Linked DNA regions of Sus scrofa: region 1 is linked to region 2. A link is a contact called in public HiChIP or PLAC-seq data. All regions are on one chromosome and are shown on one strand. The core of a region is the stretch at or near the end of the contact, and the rest is flanking DNA. Distances in the headings are between cores, read along the strand shown.

Region 1 (7,369 bases), core at 2,852-5,351, 330 kb after region 2:
TCTTAACCCTCAGACGATCACGTCCGCCACTCAGGGGTCCTTTGGGGGCCTTGGTCCACGGCAGGCAGGGTCTTGGCCTTGTCTGCCGTGCACTGTAGAGAAGGGGGGGCCAAGATGACAAGGACCAGCACTAATCATCGTTGTTATATTACCATTATTGTTGCTCATTAGTGCTGTCATTGGTGCTGGCACTCGTTATCCCATGGCTCTGGGGCGGCTGGGGCCCCACTGTGCCTGTGTCCCCCCGACACAAGTGGGACCTGTCATTGGTAGTGTGTGCCCACCACCCACAGGGTGTGGGGCCTGCCAGGGGCGTCCTCTCCGTCCCAGGCCCTCAGGGAACCAGCCCATAGCATAGAGGTCCCCCCCGCCTTGGAGCACTTGAAGTTTCAGGGCAGGAAGTGACGCAGTGGGGCGGGTAGGGGGGCCGTGGAAGGAATGCCACTGAATGACTATGCTGAGAAAGGCAAAACTGATCCTTTAACTTTGTGGTACAGCAGAAATGTTCACAGCCCTGCGAATGAGCTGTACTTCAATGCAACTTCGAAAGATCTTTTAGAAATAAAACATCCTTGTGTCAATACATAACCCAGGGCCATTTCCCGGTCAAGAGAGTTGCACTTGGTTTTCAATACGATGGCCAAGCCCTCCACGCCCCCACCCCCTATGCTGGGACAGATTCTATAACCAGTATCTTGGAATAATGACAATAGGAATACACGATTTTATTTTTAAATAGTGGCCGAGTCCCCCAGTTTGTACCTATCCAGCCTCTCCCCCAGGTAACCCTTCTGGGAGCAGACAGTTGCTTCCTTCTTATATTTTGAGCCGCAGATATTTGCATTTTTGCCCTCTTCTGATCTTCTAGTAGAGCTTTCAGATGTTACTGATGCATCAGAGAATTCATTTTTTTGGACGAAAGGTTTTTTTTTCCCCTTAGAGACCTTGGAATTTGTGGTCTTTTCACTTAACTGCAAAGTCTAGAAGGAAAAAAACAAAACAAAACCCTACTCTCCACGCCAGACAGCTGTATGAATTTAGACTTTTGCTTTTACTGTCAAGATTACTTCAGGGTGGAGCCTGATCGGTAATTTGATAAATTATATATTGGACATGTTCAGTTGAAAATGCCATTTTTTAAAATAGGTTCCAAGTTTAGTTAAGCAAAGTGCCTCCAAAGATCTTATTGCAGAGTCCTCAAAACGACACACGGCATGTTTTTTGAGTGTTGATTTTGACTTTTTGCCTGAGACCAAGTGCAACATCTTTTCAAGGAAATGCTTAGAAGGCTCCGGCCAGAACCCAAAAACAAATGGCCAGATGTCAGGGGAAAAAATTTTTAAAGTTGGGTTGCCAGCAAACGAATAGCTATTCCTATTTAAACACGTAAGTGATTTCATTTCTTCCTTTTTTCACCACTCGAAGGGAAGCATATTAGACCCTTCTGTTTTGCCAACAACTAGCCAGGGCTGGTTTTAAGATGGACACTTGAAGGAGGTTCCCCTTTCCAAATAAGAGTCTCCAGACGTTTTTCTGGCGGGACCCGGTCACCCCACAGCACCCACAGGAAATCCTTATCCTTGGGCGGTTTGGGTTCTAGTGGGAGCCTCTGGTGACCACTGCCTGTAATTTTTCCAAGTGGCTCTGATTGGGGAGGGGGTGGGCAGAGGAGCCCTAGCTTCTCTGGGGGGGCACCAGGATGGTGGACAGAGATCACTGGGTAATATTAGAGGGTTCTCATGCCTGGGACCTTGGTTGATTCCCATGCTCTAGTCAAGGAGTCCGTGCATTTGCCAAGTGACACCCAGAAAAGGCCAAATTTTGATTCTGGAAATTCCTGACAAGGGTCCATGTTGTGATAACTCTGCCAGGGTCAGGGGAAGGGCTTCAGTGTGGTGGGTGGTCCCAGAGACAGCCGGGGAGCGGGGGTCCCCTCGGTGCTCAGCTTTAGGCACCAAGAGGTCCAATCCCAAACCCCACATCCTTGCAGACGTCTTGTCCTGAGGCTCAAGTCCACAGTGGCAGAGGTCTCTCCTCTCTTCTTCTGGCCCTAAACCCTTGACTCCCCGGAGACAGTGTCTGACGCCCCAACACCGGGGGACACCCTTCCTTCTGCCAGGAACAAGGCAGGAGTTTAGGAAGCTGGGATCCCGACAGAGGCCACCAGGGCTGCCTTCCACTGAGAGAGGGTGCCGTCCCCTTCCCCGCAGAGGTCCGCCCAGCTCAGAAACGGGGAAGCCGAGACCAGCCTCTCAAGGAATTCCCTCATTTCTTTCTTGATTTCTCTTTTCTTTCTGCACCTCTCTTTCTCCTGAGATTTAAAAAAAAAATAAGATTCTTATGGGGAGGGGGTGGTCTGAGCAAGAAATCTTTTTTTTTTTTTTTTTAATAGGGAAAGACATGAAAACCCCAACTCTGTAGGCCCAGGAAGCAGACACTAAAATAAAGCAAGGCTGCTCCAGACTGGCTGGCAGATGGCGCTCGGCTTTTACTGTTGAGAGCCTGGCTTTTCAAAATTCCCTGTGAGCGGGCGGAAGGCACAGCTCCCCAAGCCCCCTCCGCTGATCCTCCTTCCCAGGGACCCAGCCCCGCCCCCAAGGCCCAGGGCCAGCTTTAAAGGTTTTCCAGTTGAACAATGGATATCGGAGGACAGATCCTGTCACTTGGAACTAGTGGCTCTGTGAGACCCTAGCCAGGGCAGAAAACACACTATCAGAGTGACCTCTGCCTCCCCAGCCCGCCTGCGTGCCCTGGGCCTTCCGGGAACCAGTTCTGGGGCCTTGGGCAAATCCTTTATCTTCTGGGTCCCTGCTTTCCCCATCTGAAAAGTGAGGGGTGTGTCCTTCTCACTGTAAAACTTCTTCGAGTCTCTCCTAAAAAGTTTGACTAGAACAGGTATGCCAAACACCCCCTCCCTGACGCCCGCCAGCCCCGCAGACACACACTCTGCCCTTTCAAGTTGCCTTCCAAAATGGCAGATTGCACAGGAAACTCCAGGCCTCGCTCTTGCCCCTGGATTCATAATTAATAATTTCTGGGTACCCATCACAGAAGAATCTTTGCAGGAAGCAGAGGAGTGTGGGACTTTTTTCTCACCCCAATCGAGAGCTAGAAAAGAACTCCAGATGTGGGCAGAGGTCCCTTTTTCCATCAGGGAAACCCAGGGAGCCTTCCTGGAGGAGGTGGCATTTGAGACAGTATGGGAGGATGCAGGGAAATGAGGGAATAGGATTTGGGGTGGATGTGCGATGCTGTCTCAGAACATACTGGCTGAGGGGGACTCCTTATCGCTTTTTCATCCATGAGCACGTCGTTGGGGTTTGAGGGTCTCGGAGATGGCAGGGCTAGTTCTCATTTTCCCCCCTCTACCGCCCCCCCCCCAACCTCTCAGGGCTGCAAAACCCCTGTGTGCTAAGGAGCATGCTTACTAGGAAGAGTCTTCCCAGCTAAGTTGGGACCCCTGTCCTCCATCCCAGGCCTGACCCTGGACTTGGGGGAAGGTCACTTCTGCCTTGTTGAGGCCAAGTCTCCAGGGGAGGGGAGGTTGCCTCTGATGGCGGCTGGGGCCAGGTTCCTCGGTTCCAAAGAGAACAGGCATCCTTGCCACTCCCCCGCCCCGCAGCAGCTGTAAAATCATGAGCTCATCTGTTCGAGAAGGGCCTCGAGAACTCCTGCCAGGGCCTCCCGAGTCCCTTCCGTCATGGGAACGTATCCGTTCCCAGTGAAACCTGCCCGCCGTGCCCATCCTTAGACGCGTCCCCTGCTCTCTTTCTTTCATAGTTGAAAAATCAAAGGACCTGATAAAATACATCAACGTCGGGCAAAAGTTTTCCCCCTTCTGCCATGAAAATCCTCTTCTTTAAGTTAACAAACTTTATTCCCACATTCTTCGCCTACACGCCGCATCTTCTGGGGCGTCTAGAAAGCTTTCCTTACCTTCGTGCTCGTCACCCCCCCCCACGTGCAGCCCACCCCTTGGCCAGGATGCAGGGGCGCCAGGACTCTGGGTGGGGGGCGCGGGGAAGGCAGGGCAGGTGGGCTCCCCCGTGTCCGGCCCCTTTTCTGGGCCGTAGAGCGCCTCCCCCACCAGAGGTCAGCAGAGAGCGTGGAATGCCTGGGAAGCTCGCAGGAAGTGGGATCACTTGGAATTTTCTAGATGAAATGTTAGGAAGCGCAAGGGAAAAAAGCCGCAGGTTTTTGCGGGGAGGGGGGCGGATCTCGGGGTTGGGGTCTCAAACTGTGCTGGGTGCCAGGGAGCTTGGCTTTCACACCCAGCCTGCCATTCTGGGCTTGGGGGCCTGTGCATTTGGTGGGTGTCTTTGCCCGGTTCTCCCCCCTCCACGACACACACGCCTTTTTCCTTCTGGGGGCCATGCCCGCTCAGCTCAGTCTCCCCGCCCCAAGGCCCCCCGGTGCCAGGCCAGCCCCTTCCCCTTCCCTCGGCGCTGGGAACCCGCACCCCATACTCTCCCCGGCCCCTTTCCCTTTTTCTTCCAGAAGTTGTACTTATTGTTAAAATGACATTCTAATATTCCAGGAAATCCCCCACCCCGCCCTTATCCTGTCCGGGTTTTCTATCTCCTTATCTCCCCCTGTCCTCTGCCCAGATGTATGGATGTCTCTAAAGAGGATGCGACCCGCGGGCACCACTCCATCTCGAGCCCCCCCTGCCGCACTGACTTCCTTAGCGCTTTTCCCACGTTGCGCATTGTGTCCTTTCGGGGCCGGTGTCCTTGCTCAGCCCTTCTGCCCGGGTTGCGCAGGGGGCAAAGGGACCCGCTGCCTTTGTCTTTCCTCCCCTGCACGTTTGCGAACCCCCCTGAGGTTAAAAAGCAGCTCTCGCCAGCCTGTTCTTTCCTGGAGAGAGAGAGGTGCCAAAGGAAGGGGAGAGAGAGGGGAACACAGGAGTGAAATAAAAAGTTTGACAGAGAGAGAAGGGAGAGCGAAAAAAGCGCCGTTAGTAAACTGGGCTCTGAACCCAGGAACCCAAGACGGCTGCCTGTCCTCTAGGAACTTAGCTTCTGGAAGGGAAGCGATCTGATCAGGTTGCAAGTCATTGAAGCTGCACCAGGCAGAGCTGGAGAGAGGCCAGGGCCAGCGGCCAGCGCAGCTGAGGGGCCAGGCTGGCTGGGACCTGGCCGAGGAGGGCTGGGGAGGCAGGCCCAGGAGTCCAGGGCGGGAGGGGGCATCCACCCCACTGCCCGTGCTGTCCCCTGTGGGTCCCAGGAGTGCAGGGTAGGACGAGCAAAGGGGGAGGCTGCAAGTTGGGGGCCAGCACCAAGGCCCCTGCCCCCCCTCCCCACGGTCCCCTGAGCTCTGACCGCTGCCTGCTTGCCCAGTGGGCCCTTTCTTGCTCCCCCAAATGTTCCTCTCCACATTCTAAAATGATGGTTCCATTTTTTATTTTATATTTTATTTTTTGACGGAGTCCTCCGCCCCCTTCTAGCACAAACTCGACGTTCTGAGTGTCTCTGCAAGCCTTACCCCGCCGAGTGGTTGGGTTGTAAGAAATCTGGCCCCCTGGGGACCTTTTTGGCTTCAAGAAAAAGAGCCCATCTTTGTGAGTTCTTTGGTTTGGTGGCTCCTCACAACCAGACAAGCTAAATCTGAAGGGTGAAAGCAAACTCCCTGTGCGGTAGGCACACATCTTAGATGCGGAGGAAATCCTTAGCCGTTTACAGGTTGCTTGTCCTCGAGAACTTGGCTCCGGCTAGACCCAGTATCAGCATTGTGTGCTTTTTTTTTTTTTCTTTCTTTTTTTTTTTTTTCCTTCCTTCCTCCCTTCCTCTTCTTCCTTCCCCACACTTTTGAAAAACAAGTTTTATTCTCCTGGGTATGTTCATTAGAGAGAGACAATTCTAGTCAGTGAGGAGGGGGGCTGGGGATTCTGCAGGAGACAAGATTGATTGCTGAGGGCTTGGGAGGGGGGGCGCCCAGTGCACGTTATACCCAAATCACTCAGGCTGTTTAAAAAAAAAAAAAAAAGTGCAACAGGAGAGCAGATTTCGGCTTCCTGGCGTTCGTGGGGAAAATATTCCGTCAGCTGCCTCTGTGTCCTGTGCTTTATTCATTAGCTCAAGTGAAAAAACAAAGTCTTGTCCTAATTTGTGGGACTGGGACCCCATTCTCGCAAGTTGGGCCTTTAAGGGGGGAAAACAAACAGCACAGCTCACGGAGGCAGGAGACGTTTGCTGCGTTGACCGTGATGCAGTTTGTTCTCAAGGGTTAACTTCCCTCTACCAGGAAAAGTTGACACTTTTCCCAAGCCCCCCCCCCCCAGTTAGAAATGTGTCACTAATTGATTGGAGCTAAATTTGCATTGCGTTAGACCCAGCAAAATGGCCGATTAGGGGCCCATGAGGGAAAAACAATTGCTGTCCTAAGAGCCAGGGAAGGGGACTCACCCCCAATGTGCTTATTAACTGGGCCTTCTGTGACCTTTTGGAATTGCTGGGGGACAGGGGGTCCTGGCTGGCCTTCAGAAAGAAAGAAAGGATGAGTTTGGGGGAAGCGTTTAATGGGAATTGGGCAGAAAATGACATGCTTAAATGAGAGAAATCATGGTTCCACATGAAAACAGTTGTCACAAATTAATTTTTCCAATTTTTGACTCTTGGCAGAGCTGAGGTTTACCTCATGCGTAGATGGTGTCCAGCTTGGCAAAGAGCATGGGATGCTGCCCAGTTCTTGGTGCATCTGTACCCATTTTCCCTCACTGATAGGTGGTTTCCTAATTGAGGGGTTCAGGTGGATGTCAAAATGGCTTTGTTTCCCTTTTGCCTTTCTAGTAGCATCTCTTAACGTGCAGCAGCCACCTGTGCGTCTGCCAGGCCTCTCAGAAGGATGAGATCCTTGCCGGGTCGGTGAGTCTGCCTTCGTCGAGGCATTTTCATTTATTCATTCATTCACTCAGTGTACACGGATTGAGCGCCTAATATGTGCCCTTCCCCACGGGGAAGACGAGGGCATAAGACACTGCTGCTCCCTTTGGTGGGTTTTATAGGGAAGTTTAAGACAGTGGGTGGTCTCCACCGGGTGACTAAATAGGGACTAGACTTGGGAGCTCAGACGGGACGGAACCATCATCAAAAAACAGACCTCAGCAGCCTCCCAACACGCCTCTGGCCCAGTCGAGCAAACCAAATCGGGGGTTTTGTAGAAGCGTCGCGTCCCGGTAACGAGACTGCAGAAAACCCAGGGATCTGCCGGGGAGAACCCAGGGGCTGTGTCGAGACAGGCTCACCCGCTGGGACTCCCTCGCAGCCCCGACGGAGCCTCTGCGGGCGCAGGGCGCCCACCAGGCCTTCTCGGGAGGCGCTGGCGGAGGCTCGCTGGGTTCCGAGGCTGGGCTGGCCCGCGGAGGGACCAG
Region 2 (6,702 bases), core at 1,492-3,991:
TTGGAGGATGGGCTGGATCTGGCCTGAGATCCTGACATTCAGAGCTTGGCTTTAAAGTCTCTGCTGACCCTTGGCGCTGCCCCAGCCAAACTAGGACCCAGATGTGTTTCTCGATCCCCAGGGAAGGCGCCACGACAGTGACCAGTCGTCACAGAATGTGAGTCACAGCTGTAAGCCAGGACATGATTTGACATTTTCTAGTAGCCACATTAAAAAAAAAAAAGGAAAAGTGTAGCAAGTGAAATTAATTTTAATGATACTTTATCCAGCCACAGGATTATATCTCAACATGTAATAAATATGAAAACTGTTAATGAGATGTTTTATATGCCTTTAAAAATACGAGTCTTTGAAATCAGGTGGGTGTTCACACTCAGAGGACAGCTACGTTTAGATGGGTTACATTTCTAGGACCTGGGGCCGCGTGTGGCTGGTGGTGGCCCTGTTGGGCAGCACGGCCCCGCTCGAGAGCAGGATGTGCGTGTCGCGTTTCACCGCATCACAAGTTCTCAAGCTGGTTTCTCAAGACCTCGGGTGTTTTTTTTTTTTAGCAGAAAAAGGGAGGTCCAGGGAGGAGGTTTGGCCTCCTGCCCTCAGTGGAGCCCCCAGAGCCCTCACCGTTCGTTCTGGCTTATGTCCTAGGATGCTAATTAGAGTTCGCTTTGAAAAAAGTGTTCTCCTGCTGAAAAGCAGGTCTGAACCCTCTGGTTTATTTCCAAATCCTCGGCTTGAGGTAATTCACCTCGAATGTTTGTACTGGGACGTTTATGCACATTTTAAATAAAATCCCCCCCCCCAAATAATCTCTCCTGAGGAGAGGCGGCCGCCTTTTACAAATTGCCATGTGCTGGCACACACGGGTCTCAGCGGATGTTTCGCCAACAAGCTTCAGACACCGGCTGTTGCAATGGCAGCCGTCAGCGCGTTGCTACAGCAAAAGATGTGGTTTGTGATGAAGTCATTGCACAAAAGGCACGCAGCGTTTCCATTTTCGCTCCCCCGAGAAGGTTGCAGATTGGCATGCTGTGACAGTCCCGGTACCTCACAGAAATATGAAGACAGACTTTGAATTCTAAGGAGCCTACACGTCCCCTCAGATTCCTCATATGGGCCTTATTTGGCCATGAGTGAATCTCATTATCCATGTAATCCCAGGGCCTTTGCAGTCAAGGCCGGGGCGGGGTGGCTGGGAGGTCAAGTGGACTTTACGTTCTTGGGAAACTCAGAAATGGAGTGCTGGAGGAAAATCACACCCCCTCCCCGCCCCTCCAGCATCCCAGGGCTCTGCCCCGCGCCCTCCTTTGCGCGGTGAGACTTTAAAGATGCCCTGAGGACGTCTGGAGGGATGGCGTGTCTGGAAAAAGTGGATCCCGAGCTGGTGACATCCAGGAGGGCATCGGACCCAGACGTCCGTGGGTTGAAACGCCCGCGAAGGGACCTGCTTTGACCGGCCCCCGTTTCCCCAGTTCTCCATGAAAAGTCCCAGTGGGCTGAGCCAAGGGATCCGCCGATGCCATGGGCCTTGCTGACCGCACTAGGGAAGGTGGCTGTTCCACGACTGCGTTTCCAACACTGAAAGCATCTGTCAAGGGGAGCGGCGGACTCTGCCTGGGGCCTGTGTGGAGCGTTTGCTGCTCAGGGAAGAGCAAACCACTGGCTCCAGCGATGGGAAGGAACCCAGCGACAACAGTCTGGCCACCCAGGCCTGACTCCTCAGCCGGTTTCTCCTTTCTGTTTGCTTAGGAATGACCCAGCCCAGCAAAACCCCCTCAGCCCCATGAATAATTGATGCTAATCACTCCTCGATCTGGCTGGGGCTTCCACCCAGATGAACACTGGAAATTCCAGCCAAAGCCCAGCTGTTCCCACAGAGCCAAGGCATCAGGGTGATGGATGAGCGGGTCTCCCTGTTCACCCAGATGTTTTGGTGTCTTGGAGATGAGGCCTCCTCAGCTCCACTTGCGCGCCTATGTCCCCAGCCTGCGCGATGGCCCCTTGGATGGTCGTAGTTTATGCCAAATTTGGTCCACGCTCGCCACCCGTGACACCAGCGTTGGGTCCTGTGCTTTGAGGGGTGGGCCAAGGCGGCGGGGGGGGGGGGGACGTGGAGAGGGAGCGTGTGGGGTCTCTCCCTGCTTCCGAATGGCTCCGGGGGAACATTCTGGGGCGCCTGCCCTGCGGGGTGCAGTGCCAAGTCCGTGTTTGCTCAACAGAACGCGTTTCTAGAAGACTCCCGTTGGATTGAGTCCTTGTTCGCTCTCTTGGCAGAAGACCGAAGCTTCCATTGTTCTGTAGAACAGGAATTTGGCAAGATGATGGCAAGGTTTTGACACACTCAATAAGACGACGCGGGCGTGAGCTCGGTGAAGCCGCCGGCAGAGCGCGCAGGCCGAGGGGTCTTGGGGACGCCCTTGAGCCGCTTCCCTCCGCAGGGGGCCCTTGGGAGCTGGGTCTCCCGCAGGTCTTCCCCGAAGGGCCACGCATCTCCTCGTCGCACGGAAACACCTGGGTTTCGAGGCGATGACAGCGGATCCCGTCGGTGGCGGTTGAGCGCCTTCAGGTCTGAGACGCGCGGGGAGGCGCGGGGGTCGCGGGTCGGGGGCACGCACGCCTCTTACGGGGCTGTTCTTGGGAGCCTCCACAAGGGGGCCCTCTTGAGCTTTGGTTGGGGCGGTTGGGCGGCCCCGGGTGAAACCCGGCACCACCTCCTCCGGCCTCAGCGTCCAGCCCAGCGCCGCCAGGCTCGCTCCATCCGTCCGCTCTGGCCAAGGTGAAGAGGGAGCCCATCCAAGGCCAGCGCCGGGGCCCATGCCTTCTTCCGCGTGGGCGATCTTGGTTTCTGCTCGCTCGGAGCGCGCATGGCGAGACCCAAGGGCCAGGGTCATGGGGTCACCAGGCCTCGCCTCCTTTAGCAGAACTTTGCAACACAGAACAAACCCACCAGTTGGAACCTCAAGAGAATGGATCTGGGAGGCCTCATAAACAATGAAACAAACCATCTTGGGTCCTGGGCCTCTCCCCAAAGACATACATAGGGGAGCCCTGGGGTCAGCCGCCACAGGAAGCATGGAAATTTTAAATGCAAGAAAATTATTGCAATTTAACAAGTCAATTTTTCTTACATTGTGTTGAGATTAAGTTCATGGTCGCGTCCATACATTCAAAATAAGGAATTTCCCTCGAGTGCAATTTTGTGAGAAAACCTACATCATGTTTCGAAAAAGCTATTTTGTTATGAGCTACCAGATTTTATTTGAAAAGAAATGGTAATATTTAATTACGGCATTATTTTACTGTCTGGAAAATTAATGTGCTTTCGGAGTTTCAGGAGAAAGGCCGGCCGTAAGTCCGAACCCTATTTGTAAATTACCATACAAATAGAATCCCAAAGACGCAAATATTGGCTTAAGTGTTGCAGACAAGGTGCAGGAAAATGCACTGGCTTCGTAAATGTTAAATAAACAGGCCTGTAATTCTTGCCTTCCCTGGCGACCCTGGAGGGCGGCGTTCTTCTTCCGGGGAGAGTGGACGCAGCCCGCCACGGGGACAGCGTTGACGCTCACTGGCTGACCGCAGCGGATTAATCATCGGGCGTCTTGTCACCGTCCCAATAATAAGTCGCGCATTTCAGTGAAGGTCTAACGTCTGCAGAGCCCGCGTTTACTGTTCGCTGGGCCTTCTGGAGAAGCTTTGGGGTAGGGATTGGGGTTGTCCCCCACTTATGCACCAGGGAATAGAGGCTCAGAAGAGGCGTGTCTAAGGGGGTCCGGGTGTCTGTCACCCAAGTCGGTTGGTGGAAAGGCCCAAACTCCAAACCAGCTCTGTTCCCTGTAAAATCCACTCTCCTTCCGATTGCACACACAGCCCCTGGCCTCTGCTCCACATCCGCTGAGCACCTGTGGTGGGCCAGGCCTCAGCATGGCAGAGGCGCTCAGGGTCTGATGTTCTGAGCCAGCGCAACAGAAGCTTGCAGGTGTTCTGCCGCATGCTGGTCTGATTTGCTGGAAGGAGGCCCGAGGAGGGGGTGGCGCTAGGAGGGGCCTGGCCGCCTTGGTGTTCCTCAAGCATCTTGGAGGGGGACAAGGAGCTGCTTGACAGGTGGCTGAGAGCTGTAATGGGCACTCGGCAGAGGCTGGGCAGGTAGCAGGGACGGGAAACGGCCGCCAGGGCTGAGGGAGCGTAATTAGCCCTGGAGAGCGGAGAGGCGGGAGCCCTGTTAGTGGGTGTGCCGAGTGTGCTTCAGGCCACGGGTGAGAGCTGGGGGCCTTTTGAAAGGCAGTGCTTTCCCAGGGGCCCCTGAGCCTAGCTGGGTGGCTCTGGCCTTGATCCTAGGGGTCCCAGGTGGACAGTTTGTGTTTGCCTGGTTAGTTACGTGTCTATTTTGACCCGTTCGATACCTGACACATCCAGCCTGGGATTCTGTTAGCATGAGGCTAAAGCATACAGGGATGGGTTATTTTTAAAAACAAGTGAAAATGAGTTAGTTGATGTGGAGAGAAGCGTTGACCCAGTTAGAGGAGAGTAGCAATCAGATGTGGCCAAATCGCTGTTGGTGGGACACGGTGACAGGCGGTCGGGGGCCACGGCGCCAAGGCCCTGCTGGCTTGTGCTAACGATGATCTTGTGGGGGTGGGGTGGGAGCTCACGGCGACCCGGGAGACCACCTGAGATCCGGGCGTGGAGGCCAGGCTGGGGCAGCGGGGCGCTGGAGTTGGCAAAGGCGCCCCGGCTGCTGGGATGTCGGGGAAAGGTGGGGCGGGGGGGCGGCATGGCTGGGCCGGTCTCTGCTGGGAGACTGGGGGGCTGGTGGTGCCGCCCCTGAGATGGGACCTGGGGAGAGTTACTCTCGGGGCGGGGCGGAGGGGGGTTGTCTGCAATTTGAGGACATCCAGCAAGAGCCAGTGGTGAGGAGCTGGCTGGGGCCCCATGTCCGTCCACACTGCACCCCAGGGGCAAGGACTGAGGGTGAAGTTAGCCAGAGGCAGAACTCTGAGGAAGCAGCCCTGGGAAGGGCCAGCCAGAGGCCAGGGGGACCTCAGGAAGCCGCAGAAGTGCTGGGGGCAGGTTGTACCCAAGCAGGGCTGCAGAAGCCGCCTGAGACGCCCACTGACGCTGGATACCCAGGTACAGAGCGAAGGATGTTTTAGCATCAGTGTCTGTTTCAGTATCAGTGTCTCAACTATTGCACGGAGCAGCGTAGGAGTTGGGGAAGGCAGACAAAACCGGAGGGCTAGAGAGAGTATGTTTTATAGCTTAATTATTATTTTTATGTAAGTTCTTTCATGCCGTACACAGAGGGAAAAAAATGAATCAGAAGACAGAGGAAAGCACAACGATGCTATCAGGCGCACCCACATCGCCTCACCCAAGAGTGCATGCCATTAACCTGCTGGCCCCCCTGCCCTCTGGATGCCGGAGGCTGGCTTGCCAGGAGGGGGCCCTTTGAACTGCCATCTCCACGACAATATCTGGCCTGTGGCAGGCGCACCATACATTTTTGGCGAATGAATGAGTAAATCTTTGCAGACTTTTTTTTTTCTTTTCACACATACATACGTGCATTGATTCAATTATTATTATTATTATTTTTTTTTTTTAGAAAAATGGGGTCACCTTATGCACATGACTTGAAATCTGTTTTAAGTTAACAATGGATTTTGGAAATCCTTGAGGAAGGTTGGCTTTTTAGGACTGGAGGGACCGGGCATGTTCAGGGTCTTTGAAGGAAGCACCAGAGGGAAAATGATGAAGTGGCAGAAACAGGAGCTGTAATCACGAGGGTAAGCAGGTGCCCTCATCAAAAAGAGTCCCATAAAAACACGCTGAACTCATCAAACAAAAGCAATATGTGGCTTGCAGTGGAATGTTCAAAATGTATAAAAAAGGTGTAAAATGAAAAGTGAAAGTTGCTTTCTACCCTCGAGCCTTAGTTGCTCCTCCAGAGTGAATCATTTTCACAGTTTCTTGGGCATCCTCCTAGAAAATGCTCTCATGCTGATCTCTGCATATAAATGTGTATGTTTTTTATTTGGCTATTAAAATTTTTTATGAATGCAGTCTTTCTATACATATCGTTCTGCATTTTGCCTTTTACGCTTAAATTATCAGGGATATCTTTCCCTCTCAGACTTATCTTTTTTGTGGAAGAGACAAAACCGTATTCTATGATGTAGCTGAATCTTGACTGAGTGAACCAGCCCTCTGTGGATGGTCAAGTAGACTGGTCAGTTCTTTTATATACAACAGGATGTCGGACATGCTTTTAATGTATCTCGGTGTAAATTCAGTGTGTGCCCTTTAGAGAAATTCTTAAGAAAGTAATTGTTCATGCATTTAACATGTTGATAGCGTTGACCAAAGGCCCTTCAGAAATGCTGTCTCAATTTACCCTCTACCAGCGGTATATGAGACTATTTCTGTCCCTACGCATCTGGCCACACTGGGTATCATCAAATTTTCTTTTTGCAAATTTAACATATGAACAATGGAAGCGAAATGACAAGCTGAAAGTCACACAAGCTGAAACACACATTTTTGTATGCTTATAAAATATGTATAAATAAAGGGGCATAAGTTAAGAAGCCGATACTCCATGAACTTGGATTCATACTCTTCTGCTTATTTTCACTGCCACCATTCTGGGTAAAGCCACCGTCGTTTCTTCCCTGAAAGACTGACCCTGGCCCCTCACTGTTTCTCCAG

Evidence for each region. HiChIP or PLAC-seq counts read pairs in DNA pulled down with a chosen protein or histone mark.
Region 1: a contact with region 2 is called in an H3K27ac HiChIP or PLAC-seq map of skeletal muscle, with 4 times the contacts expected there. The contact joins two enhancer-like sites. A contact is called at or near these places in 1 of 47 Hi-C or Micro-C datasets (fibroblasts) and 2 of 2 datasets of contacts at active chromatin or transcription factors (alveolar macrophages and skeletal muscle).

What each region holds. Positions count from the first base shown.
Region 1 is chr17:59,009,085-59,016,453 of Sscrofa11.1, forward strand. All of the region lies in intron 1 of GNAS (GNAS complex locus), which reads left to right. Among named protein-coding and RNA genes, the nearest start is that of GNAS, 27 kb to the left of the region's middle. Within about 2 kb of position 4,102, at least 19 of the 83 cell types and tissues checked have an H3K27ac peak or open chromatin away from gene starts, as enhancers often do. A contact at or near this core is called in skeletal muscle, where this site is marked.
Region 2 is chr17:58,676,055-58,682,756 of Sscrofa11.1, forward strand. All of the region lies in intron 1 of APCDD1L (protein APCDD1-like), which reads right to left. Among named protein-coding and RNA genes, the nearest start is that of APCDD1L, 32 kb to the right of the region's middle. Within about 2 kb of position 2,742, at least 20 of the 83 cell types and tissues checked have an H3K27ac peak or open chromatin away from gene starts, as enhancers often do. A contact at or near this core is called in skeletal muscle, where this site is marked.